Regions from separate parts of the Mus musculus genome. Here region 1 is linked to region 2. The links are chromatin contacts, called in public Hi-C maps. All regions are on one chromosome and are shown on one strand. The core of a region is the stretch at or near the end of the contact, and the rest is flanking DNA. Distances in the headings are between cores, read along the strand shown. Region 1 overlaps Dlg2 (discs large MAGUK scaffold protein 2). Region 2 overlaps Dlg2 (discs large MAGUK scaffold protein 2).

What was found. Hi-C and Micro-C count contacts between places; a contact is called where the count stands out from the background.
Region 1: a Hi-C map of the N1E-115 cell line shows a contact between it and region 2, with 4 times the contacts expected there. The contact joins two enhancer-like sites. A contact is called at or near these places in 1 of 15 datasets of contacts at CTCF or cohesin (the NIH/3T3 cell line) and 5 of 484 Hi-C or Micro-C datasets (the HPC-7 cell line, the N1E-115 cell line, cortical neurons and 1 more).

The regions. Positions count from the first base shown.
Region 1 is chr7:91,686,124-91,691,884 of GRCm38.p6, forward strand. The region is part of intron 2 of Dlg2 (discs large MAGUK scaffold protein 2); the gene reads left to right. Among named protein-coding and RNA genes, the nearest start is that of Gm32353, 270 kb to the right of the region's middle. Within about 2 kb of position 3,903, at least 11 of the 459 cell types and tissues checked have an H3K27ac peak or open chromatin away from gene starts, as enhancers often do. A contact at or near this core is called in the N1E-115 cell line, where this site is marked.
Region 2 is chr7:91,453,817-91,459,688 of GRCm38.p6, forward strand. All of the region lies in intron 2 of Dlg2 (discs large MAGUK scaffold protein 2), which reads left to right. Among named protein-coding and RNA genes, the nearest start is that of Gm24552, 210 kb to the left of the region's middle. Within about 2 kb of position 3,630, at least 4 of the 459 cell types and tissues checked have an H3K27ac peak or open chromatin away from gene starts, as enhancers often do. A contact at or near this core is called in the N1E-115 cell line, where this site is marked.

The DNA.
Region 1 (5,761 bases), core at 2,653-5,152, 230 kb after region 2:
TAACCTTGCTTTCTTGTCACTATGCCCTTTTCTTGAGCCTGTCCTTTGGAAAGAAAGAGCATGGCCATTTTGTCTTTTCACCCAGCAGAACAAGGCGAGGTAGCTTATATGAGTGACAGATGTGATGGTCATTAATATAACAGGCAGATATACACAGGCTATTTCCCTGTGTCTAGAGAATTTGCTGAAGAGTCCACATAGACGTTAAATTGACAGTAGGAAAACTTGAGGAAATGGGTATGGAGAAAGCCTTGGGGAAATGTCCTCATTTAATGTGGTTATCTATGGGTAAGAGTTGAGAGATGCTAGGCAGTAGTAGCACAGACTTTTAATTCCAGTAAACAGGAGGCAGAGGAAGGCAAATCTCTGTGTTTGAGGCCAGTCTGGTCTACAGAGTTCCAGGACATCCAAGGCCAGATAACAAAACCTCGTCTAGAAAAACAAGCAAGCAAGCAAGCGAACAAACAAACAAAAAACAGTTAAGTGAAATTTATATATGAATGAGATTTGTATGGGGCAGAAGCACAGAAGTTCTGTCACTGACTTTCAATAGAATTAAATTATAGAATGACAATATAAAATTTTAGTCATAAAAAACACTATTCTTACACTGTTGTCGTGAATATATATATTTTTTAAAAAGCTTATGGTTCCTGAAAATCTGTGGATTTCTTTTATCAAAATATCCTCTGGTTGTTCTCTCTCTCTCTCTCTCTCTCTCTCTCTCTCTCTCTCTCTCTCTCTCTCTCTCTCTGTGTGTGTGTGTGTGTGTGTGTGTGTGTGTGCGTGTGTGAGAGAGAGAGACAGACAGACAAGAGACAAACAGAGACAGAGAGACAGGAGAGAGACACTCAGAGAGTCAGAGGTAGAGAGACAGAGAATCAGAGAAAGGAAGGAAGGAAGGAAGGAAGGAAGGAAGGAAGGAAGGGAGGGAGGGAGGGAGGGAGGGAGGGAGGAAGGAAGGAAGGAAGGAAGGAAGGAAGGAAGGAAGGAAGGAAGGAAGGAAGGAAGGAAGCAAGGACCAATAAATCTTTAGTTTGGAGAGAAATTTTGGCTTCTAGGACAGGAAGCTTAAAAGTAAGCAGAAGGTGTAATGTAGGTTGAGAAATGAGCATAGATCTAAAGATTCTCTTCAGTTTGTGAAAGCACCCCTGTGCTTGGGAGCTCCTAGTAAACTTACACTTATTATTTCCCAGTAAATTTGGTAGAATGGCAGTATAATAGCTGGCATGACAACAGCTCTCTCACCTTGGGCTTCCAGATGATCCTCACAGGTTTCCTTTCCCATCTAGCCTGCAGGCAAACCTCTCCTACAGTCATCTTGAGCTGCCAGGGCTGAAATCAGGATTCACCCTCAGCTCTAGACCTTCCTACTCCCAGAACCCACAAGAATTAATCACTATTAGTTAACACGGAATTAAATTTCAGAGCATCTCAAACATTTGCATTTTTGCATTTCTACTCCGAGTCTATTCACAATTGCTAGCAGTGTTTGGTTACCTTGGACCCATTGTGAATGTTGTCGTTACCCCATTTATCACTGAGAAGTTTTCCCTAATTTAACATTCAGCTCTACTCATATTACTTAGTGGTTTAAAAACAAATTATTTAAAGTGGCACTTCCTTTTAAGTACGAGCTAATGTGTGGACAAAGCAAGCATGTCTGGAAATGTCAAGAATCCATGGCGGAGTGAGAACAGCAAGTGCTTGTTTCTTTCTTATTAAAGGATTCCCCCCCGCCCCCCCGCGAGTCCTTCATCTCTAAAAGAGATGAGTCAAATTCCTGAGATATTTCCTTTATGTGCAATGATGACCTGTTTTTTAATGATAATTAAAATCATGGAAAACAGATTGGCAAACATTTTCTTACAAACTGTGTGTGTGTGTGTGTGTGTGTGTGTGTGTGTGTGTGTGTGTGTGTGTGTATTACTTAGAAGCACAATGAAACTTTCTTTCAGTTTGTATTAAGCATGAGTTCAGACCTCTCTCCAGCCACTCCATTGTGCTTAGATCCTGACCAATCACCCACTGTTCTCTGATCCCAGAAGCCACTATGTACTCTCCTGGTAATTCCTTCCTCTGTCCTTAATAACACTCTCTGTCTCTCTGCTTGATTTAATCACATTCAGCATTGAAGGATCATCTCTCATGGGTCTTTTCTGAGGCTTTCTTTTCTCTGTGATTCCAGCAAATGTTGTCCAGATGCCTGCTTTTCAGTTATCACTGTGATTACTTACTGCTTGCTTCATCCTTCACACTACAAACTTTGTAAGATCACCAAGTGTTTATTCCTTGGCTCTTAGAGCTAAGCTAGAAGATGACAATTTGTAAATTGTGGAAAATCCTATATTTTCAAAACTTGGTAGAGAGGGATTGGTGCTATTTTAGGCAAGGCAGGATAGAGAATAACGTCTTATATGGTGATTACTCCCTAAAATGCAGTGTGTCCCCTGAAAGCCCAAATAATCAGTCTGATCATTTAAGAGAATACAAAAATCAAAAAATTGACACACACACACATATATTTGAGTATGGATATTTCTATTTATGTGACAATATCTATTTCACACACACACACACACATATATATATACACATATATACATAGAGAGAGACATGCATTATATAAATATGTGTGTATACATTTGTGTGTATATATTCACTCTATGTAAAAATCGTGTATTTTGGTGTCACATGAATAGAAATGCACATGTTCAAAATTACCAGTGTTAATTTGTTCAGTCACTAACATACATATTTATGGATTTATGAATTACATGAGATCCCTATCCCTATTGTTGACAATGTGTACAATAGGTAAATAGTGGGAAACAATCAACAAATAATATTTCTTTAGATAGAGAAGCATTACTAAAAATCCAGTAAGACAATATGGTGTGGTGATTAGGTTAGAAAGTGCTTCTTTAAATAGATGTTAAAGTGAGGCAGGAGGAATTAATAGGGAGGAAACAATTCAGTTGACAACTGAGAATGAAAGTGTAAAGGAAGAAGCCCTGTGAAGAGCCTTAGCTGATATCATAAATAAGAGAAGAAAAGGGTTACAAGATGCCCTAGGGTTATATACATGTGATATATTTTTGTAATGCAAGAAAGCCAATGTGAAGAAAAGAAATTATAGATGTGAAGGGATGGAAGTTGGAGAGTTAGGTAAGCTTAAGACATGTAGTCTTCAGAGCTCATGAGGATATTTCATTAAGATTAAGTTAACAAACCACCTTTATGGAAAGACACTCCATAATTTAATGAACATAGTGATGTTGAGTTTTCAGGAGAGTAATTGAAATGCAATTTAATGGTTAAGATTCAAGAAGAGTGCTGTAGGCCTGTGGTATTATTCAGTCTTATCTTTTAGGGGTTGATATTGGTTATATTCTTTATGACATTCAAAAAGATTCAAATAAAATCTCTTTTACCTTTAACCTTTGAGTTAATTTCAAGACAGTAATGGTCAAGTCATATATTCAGGAACCAGCTTCAGTCAGGAGGAACATATAGTTCTGTTGTAGCAATTCTGAAGCAAGGGATAGAATGGATTTAGAAATTGGAAGGTTTGAAAGTGTCCTCTCATCATGAGATGCCTGCAGGCAGAGTGTTCATTATCCTATCACAACTGTATCAAAGAAAACTGCAGTATGTCAGTGGCCTTGACAGGATAAATAAATGATTTTCTAAACAGCTCTTTGTTTCTGATCGGTTCATAAACTGTATGTTTAATTCCAAGGTCAGCAGAAATCACATCCTGGCAGGCTGTGTTAAGTAACCTGAGTCTTGCAATTTGGAGTCATGGTCAGATTTATGGTTCAGAGGAGAATGAGTAGAATAGGTCAGTGGAAAGATACAGACTGGAAATTAAGAGACCTGGACTCTCATAGATGGGTCATCGTAGCCTTTGAATCACCCTAGGCATGTTGCAGAATCATAGTTTCTGCAGTCAACCATAAAATGGGGGAGTTAGACCAGATGAAAACATGACTCATGTTTCACTATATCCTATTGCAATGATTCATGGTGATTCTCTAAACCATGAGCAAAATAAAAAAGAGAGGAGACTATAGGAAAACCCCTTAAAAAAGAATCTGGGAAAAATTAGTAATGGATGAATAATGAAGAAAAATAGGTATCCCATATATCTTGATAATTTATAGCCTGGGAATTTGATGGTGATGGGTGCTTTATGTTACTGACTCATAATTATTTAATATCTATGCTTAGTCAAGCATTTTTTCATGTATAATTATCTTAATTTATGTTGAACTCTATATTGGTAAGGTTGGTCATCTTATCTCCAGTTGTAGATGAAGATATTGACTTATAGAAGCAAAATAAGTTGCTGAAATTTATACCAAAGCAAGGACTAGACTTGTGTTTGGGCCACAGGTTTTCATACCAAAGAATTAATCTTTCTAAATTTTATTTTGATGCTTATGAAGATTATGGGGTGGGAGGAAGGTATTTATCTGTGAACAGGTGTAGTTCATGTGAGTGTAGGTGGCCATAGAAACCAGAAACCATCAGATTCTCTAGAGCCAGAGGCAGTGTGAGCCTCAGGTCTTCTGGAAAACTCTGGAAGATCCATAATATCGAGTGTGTTCTTAATCCTTTATTACCACATTAAAAAGGGAGACACACTTAACTGCAGATTCATTTCTCCATCCCCTGTTCTATACAAGTTTTATAGGCTCACATGTATTGATGTTATCTTTATTTTTCGCATACATGACAAATATAAAATGATTATATTTTAAACTTATTTGAACCATCACACCATTCAGAAATCCATTAATAGATTTCTGTAAATATAGTGGCTCCAAGGAGGAAGTAGAAACAAAATACTGCTCAAAGTAGTTAAAGCTTTCCTTGAAGTTCTGTGCTGCATTTTTTAAGAGAGGGGGTATATATTTTTCTTTATAAATCATGATCTTTTAACAGGAGTAAATATGACAAATTATGAAATACAAGCAGTATTTTAGTTTCTCTGAAATCTGTAAGATAAATGAAGCTGATTTAAGCATAGGTAATCTAAACTTGGACTAGTGTTCAGTGTAGCAACTACTGATGTTCTACCCAAAGGACAATCCATTGTCCTCGAAACACAACAGGTAATATCCATAATATTCTGTGTGTCCTTAGTCCTTTATTGCCACATTGAAAAGGGTGATCTTGTGTTCCTAAATTCATGTAGTTTCTATGATGGACAAGATATAAAAAACTAGATAATTATTAATTCTGCATAATAATTGTAAGATGTAAACCTACACTCCTTGATATATTAAAAGCTGAGTGCTTATTCAGCAGGATAAACCTCATCCAGAATGCAGAGTGAAACTTGAAGCTGTGACGGCAGCAATTGTTTCTATTTGTTTCTAATTTATTTCTAATTGTTTCTATTTGTATCCTATAAAATGTACCTCCTTCCAAGTTAAAGGCATGCACGAGTAGATGAGTCGTGGGAAATGTTGTATACCCTCAAGTTTGCCACCTCAATCTGCTACAGGGGTGGTTGACATGTTGACATGCAGCTCTTCCTTCTGGTGGTGACTATGATACAGGTTGAGAAGGAGAAATGGCATTAGATAAGATGCCTGTGTCATCTTTTCCTGTTTTCTTCCTTTCCAGTAGAACAACTAGCATGATTGGTGAGATCTTGCTAGTCTTTTCAACAATGTCTTTTAAATTAGGTGTGATTGTTTCTGATGAGGACTAGACTGTCCACATAATCATCTCTCCATCTCAGCAGCGG
Region 2 (5,872 bases), core at 2,380-4,879:
GGTACAGAACAGATACAGATTCGTTGCTCTAATCTCATGATTTCTCGTGTAACAACGTATCTGAACTCTGCCCATGTCCTAATATCTGTGGTGTCTTGTAATTAAAATTGATGGCGTTTTCTAGGTTGCATTAAAATTTCTAATAGTCATCTGAGAAACAGTGGTCATTGCCTATGAAAATTAAAGCTATCTTTTACAAATTGGACGGAAATTGAAGCTAGGCAACTGATAGTGCTTCTTCTAGTTTTTATTGAGATTGGAATGAAGAGAAGCTTTACCATACAGTGTGGGGTTGGTGAGTTTGTAGAGAGAGAACATCACTAGGACAACTGGGCACTGGTTGAACCCTTGTGGGAAAATACTGGGAAACATGTGGACAGTGGAGCCATGGGACATTTTAGAGGATGACCTCAATCAGAAGGAAGGTGACATGAATAAGTACAGGCAGATGAACATCCACGCCCTCCTTGCCTTACTGCTTCTTCCTAGAGTGGCTGGGGCTTGCTCCTGAGATCCACAAACTGAGGAGCCTCCCTCTCAGTTCTGACTCTGCCCATCGGTTATAGCCTATAATACACAAAGTCAATGTCTCTAACACTGAGAGTCAATGTTTCTAGCAGAGTTATCATTTGGAAATGGTCTTCATTTGGCTATTCTATGTATTTTTTGCTGGCCAATGTAAAATACTATCCTAGGTAGAAGTCATTATCAGTAAGCATGTGACCCACTTTGTCTGTCCTCCATCTTTGTTTTCTGGATTTTGTTGTTTGTTGTTTGCATGGCTGTTTTACTTCCCTCTATCTCACCATTAACATCTGCAATGACACTAGACTAGCATCTTCACAGGTACCTTTGCTAGAATCTCATCAGCAGTCTATGGGATGTAAGGAAATGCATGCCTGCTTCAACACATCTCAATGGTGAAATGTGTTAACTTGGCATGAAATCTCCCAGAGCTCCTTTGGTTGTTGTTTGTTTGTTTTGTTTATGAAAAGGTTCAATAAGTAGTCAATGAAATTTTATTTATTTATTTATTTAGTTAGTTATCATGTATACATACCAGAAAGGGGGAAAACATATCACATTATAAATGATTATGAGGCCGGGCATGGTGGCACATGCCTTTAATCCTAACACTTGGAAGGCAGAGGCAGGCAAATTTCTGAGTTCAAGGCCAGCCTGGTCTACAGAGTGAGTTCTAGGACAGCCAGGGCTATACAGAGAAATTCTGTCTCGAAAAAACAAAACAAAACAAAACAAAAACAAAACAAAAAACAAACAACATCAACAACAAAGATTATGAGCCACCATGTAGTTGCTGGAAATTGAACTCAGGGCCTCTGGAAGAGCAGCCAGTGCTCCTAACCTCTGAGAAATCTCTCCAGATCTTTCTCAGAATTTTTAATATAATATGCATCATATCATCTAAGCTAGGGATATGGCTAGAGAAATCTGTTTCCTAACTACAATTACTCATGGAACTTTTACTTTTGGATTAAATTATGTCTTGGCCAGGCTGATAGACACTAGGAATAGCCATAATAGACACAGATAGACTGTTTAACACAATAAGCAAGTACAGTATAAAGCTTCATTCTGGTCCTGGAATCAAAAGTAGTCAGATTCAAATACCATGAATAAATATCATTCTTCAAATAAAGAAAAATGGAAGAATTCATCATTTCTATTGATATCTTATTATTTATTGAGTTGTATGAATGCATATTATAGAAATATTCTAAGCTAGAAATTTGGGGCAAATTACTTTGTGTAGCACTACCTGGGCCCTGCTATCTTGGGGTTTGTTACATTCATTCCAAATTTACTGTGGTGATATAAATCACCACTGGGATTTTGATCAAACAAATACACATTAGAGTCCAAATTTGTCATTTCCAGTTTGTCTAACTTTGGGAAAAATGACCAGCATTTCTGAGATGTCATTAACCTATGTATTAAGAAAATATTTTGTTGTGTTATTTGACTCACTCTTTTAATCGTCTTCAACTTCATCCCATATAGTGTTTTCTGTGTGATGCTTTGAGTTATAAAGTACTTGTCTTCAAGTTTCTTACATGCTTTAGTTAGACACACAGGTATGGAGATTAACGTATATAGTATGTCATGTTATATGCAGTAAAATAGAAAAGAAGAGGCAAATCTTTCTAAGACCTTGAATTATAACCTTTTAAAATATTTATTTATTTATTTATTTATTTATTTATTTATTTATTTTAGCTCACTGGGGCTGGATAGGAGGTGAATGTGATCAGAGATTGAACTGTAGATGAGATTTGTAGAAGCTAAGGAGAAAAGGTCAAAGTTGCCATTAACTCCAATAATCATGTCAATATTCAATGGTTCTGAGAACTGAAGGTGCTTACCTGAATAGGGAAGAGAGGGGAAATGATGATAGCAAATATAGAGAGTTGGGTGAGTGCACAGCATGTGACAGAGTGAGGCAGAGGGGTGGCAAAAGCAAAGAATGACCTTTGGTGGAGACTGAACTTCATTTTGTAAGTAACAAGGGATGACTGCAAAATTTATAATGGAGAATGACATAGTCCTGCTTGCAAATTACACAATTATTCATGTGGTGTTGTAGAAAAACTGGAAAAGAGTGAGATCACAATCAAGGACATCTCATAGAAGGCAAGGTGATGAGCTCAGAGATAAAGTGGAGGCACCGAGCATGGAGACCATGAATTTGACAGTTTGTCTAGAAAATATATGATGTCTCATATACAGGACTCTGAGACATACTAAATCATGAAGGTAGAAGAAAGAAAGGTGGAGATTAAATAATGCTTTCCTTTTGACTAATTAGGTAAAGACGTATATGAAATAAATTAAAATCGTCCCCCTATGAAAGTCATTAATAGAGAATTTGTCTGGCATATGTGAAGCCTCAGATATCAAAGAGGAAGAAGATGAAAAGTCTAATAGAGAATTAACAATACAGACATCTTTTCTGTAGTGCAAGCTGGGAATATGAGTAGAGTTGCTCAAAAGGAAGAGAAATGCAGAGGACTGAGATACAGGATCCACTCTCAGCATCCAGGACTTTGTGGAGAAAGAAGGACCTACTGAGATCAGGAAGCAGCAAGTCCCATCACAGTGATTGGCTGGTAGTAATATCTCCAGTTTTTTACTGAGGCTAAGTAATTCTCCTCAAAAGGAGCCAGGTCCTGTGTACAAGAATATATCCTTCCACCAAAGATTGTGTTGGTCAAGCAGTATCTGCTTCATAAGTAACATGGTACCTAATCAATACTTTGACCATAGAAACAAACAAACAACAAAACAAACAAGCAAACAAAAACAAAAAACAAACTGAAAACAACCAAAAGTTGCACGTGACCCCAGAAGTCATGAGGTCTTCAATTTCAGCTGCTAAAAATTAGTGTTCATTTGTATTTCTAGATTTGGCATTTGTAGTAATGCCAGTGATTTGAAAAATGAAGCTGATTCTTGCCATTTTGCAGCATTAGCAATTACAGAAAACAAAACCCATTCACTTCTGTCTCTTGCCACTAGATGGCGGAAGCAGCTGAGCTGATGATTGTGCAAGCCTCTGTTCTTATGGGAAGAAGCTGACATCTATGAGGCTAAATTGAAAAGCATGTAGTTAAGAAAGACACCAGAAGGGGTTGGCAGAATTTTGCATACTTGTGATAATGCATTTTTTTTCTGTGCCCAGGCCTGGTAAGAAGAGCTGGCTGAGAGGTACATGGCCTGGAAAATATCTGTACTGAACCAGAGCACCAAAGCTCCTGGTTGGAATTCTGAGCAAATGAAACTTATCTTTACTTACGGGTTTTTTTGTTTTGTTTTGTTTTGTTTTGTTTTGTTTTGTTTTGTTTTGTTTTGTTTGTTTTGTTTTGTTTTTTTTTGTTTTGTTTTTTTTTGTTTTTTTGTTTTTTTGTTTTTTGTTTTCAAATTGGAAAGTGTCACAGCAATTTATCCTAAATATCTTAATTCTTTAGGCCAGATGTTGAAAGTAGGGGGAAAAAAATTAAGGCAAATAAGACCTACAGTTGCTTTTCACAATTCAAGAATTCTCTCTAGGGTTTAGAGAGATGGCTCATGCTTACAGCACTTGCCTGTAAACAGGAGAGCATGAATTCCATCAGCCATCAGCGTGAACCTTCCTAATTGACAGGGTCTAAAACAGTGTGAGACCCTGTCTAAGTAGAGCTTCATGGCAGTCCTGAAGTTGCCTGGCTTCCACATACATGTCAATAGAATGAAGCCCACAATGGGTTTTTTATGGCTTTTGAAAAATGGGTTAGAAGATAGTACTCAAACTTCCTATTTCTTTCATCTACATAAAAGTAATAACAATGGTTTTATAGATACACTAAATTGCTTTACTTATATGTATGTATATATCAAAGGCACACCAATTTTTAAAACAAAAATTTCTTATAATAATCTCTAATGAGTATTAATAGTGATCATTTATGCAAATATTCCTAAAGAGTTAACTCCGTTATTATTATAACTTCTCTAAAAACTAAACTCTCACTACTGCCAAGGCTTCTGTTATAATTAGAAAAAAAAATTACTAAAGCCCACAGAAGCTCTTTTGTCAATGTGAGATATCTCTTGTTGTTGCTAGTGGTGCTGGTGGCATTAATGCCTTTAAATTACCCACAATTCCTAATACATCTTCCTTTTAAACAATAAACTAGTTGTATGCTTTGAGTAAGAGTGCTGTCCACTATTTCTCCTTTCCAAAGGTCTATATAAATTATTTGAAACTAACACATTAAACAATTAATATACATCAAGATTAATTTGAGTTGAGGAAACTTTTTTTTTTCAGTTTTCTGCTAGCTAGTCCAAATAATGTACCACAGGTATAATTTAGAGAAGTAAAGGAGTTTAACATTTTCTGGGTTTCAAGAATGCCTCTGTTACTGACTAGTATGACCTATTATAAAACATACTAACATATTCCCTAAAGTATACAATAGGGCAAGACTCAATCTGTAATAAAGATTACTACATATCCAATACGAGAATTATTTCGAATAGTCCTTCACACCTAACAGGTGCCCAGTAATTTATAATTATTTTTCCATTAAATAAACACAAAAGACACATGTAAGAACAATCTAAATTTAACATTATAAATTCTGGACTAAAAATAGATGCTAGATCTTATCATTTCCCTATCTTTCTGGTCCTTGAGATAATGACATTATAGTATATTCTCATACTATAGAGATAAGCAAGTATGTACTAGCCAAGTAGTCATCTTTTCTTTGCAACTTTATGTCACTTTGGCTAGGTCAAAAAAAAAAAAGTACAGCCAGTGAATTGAGCAGTGAATTGAGGGCATACAACTGTTTTCTTTTCTTTTCTTTTTTTTTTTTTTTGAGTATTCCAAATAAGAATTTACTAAAACATAAAGAAACATACCCTTTGGAAGCTCTCAGAGATGTGAAGACACATATGCATATGTGTCATTTATGACCCTCCTTATGATTTAGGAAAATGAATACAAAGGTTAGGAAGCAATTCTGTGTTCAAAGTTATTACCTAAGACACGTTGGTCATAAATATAGCTAGTGTGGTGACTGAGTTTCAGATTGTTATATTATCAGCAAATGAGTGCCATACGATCTGAAGACAGAAGGAACAATGGAAATAATTAAAGTCAGGCTTTCCATAGGGCATCTGACCTATAAATACTTGCAAAATAAATCTAATGAGAAAATAAAGATTAGAGTAGAAAATGGAATATACCATAAAAGATGCTCATGTCAGTGTGTAGATATATAACAGACCATATTGCCAGATGCATTTCTTGCTGGGAGGAGAGTAAGGATGTCTGAAGCCTACTGAGTTGTCCCAACTTCCCCAT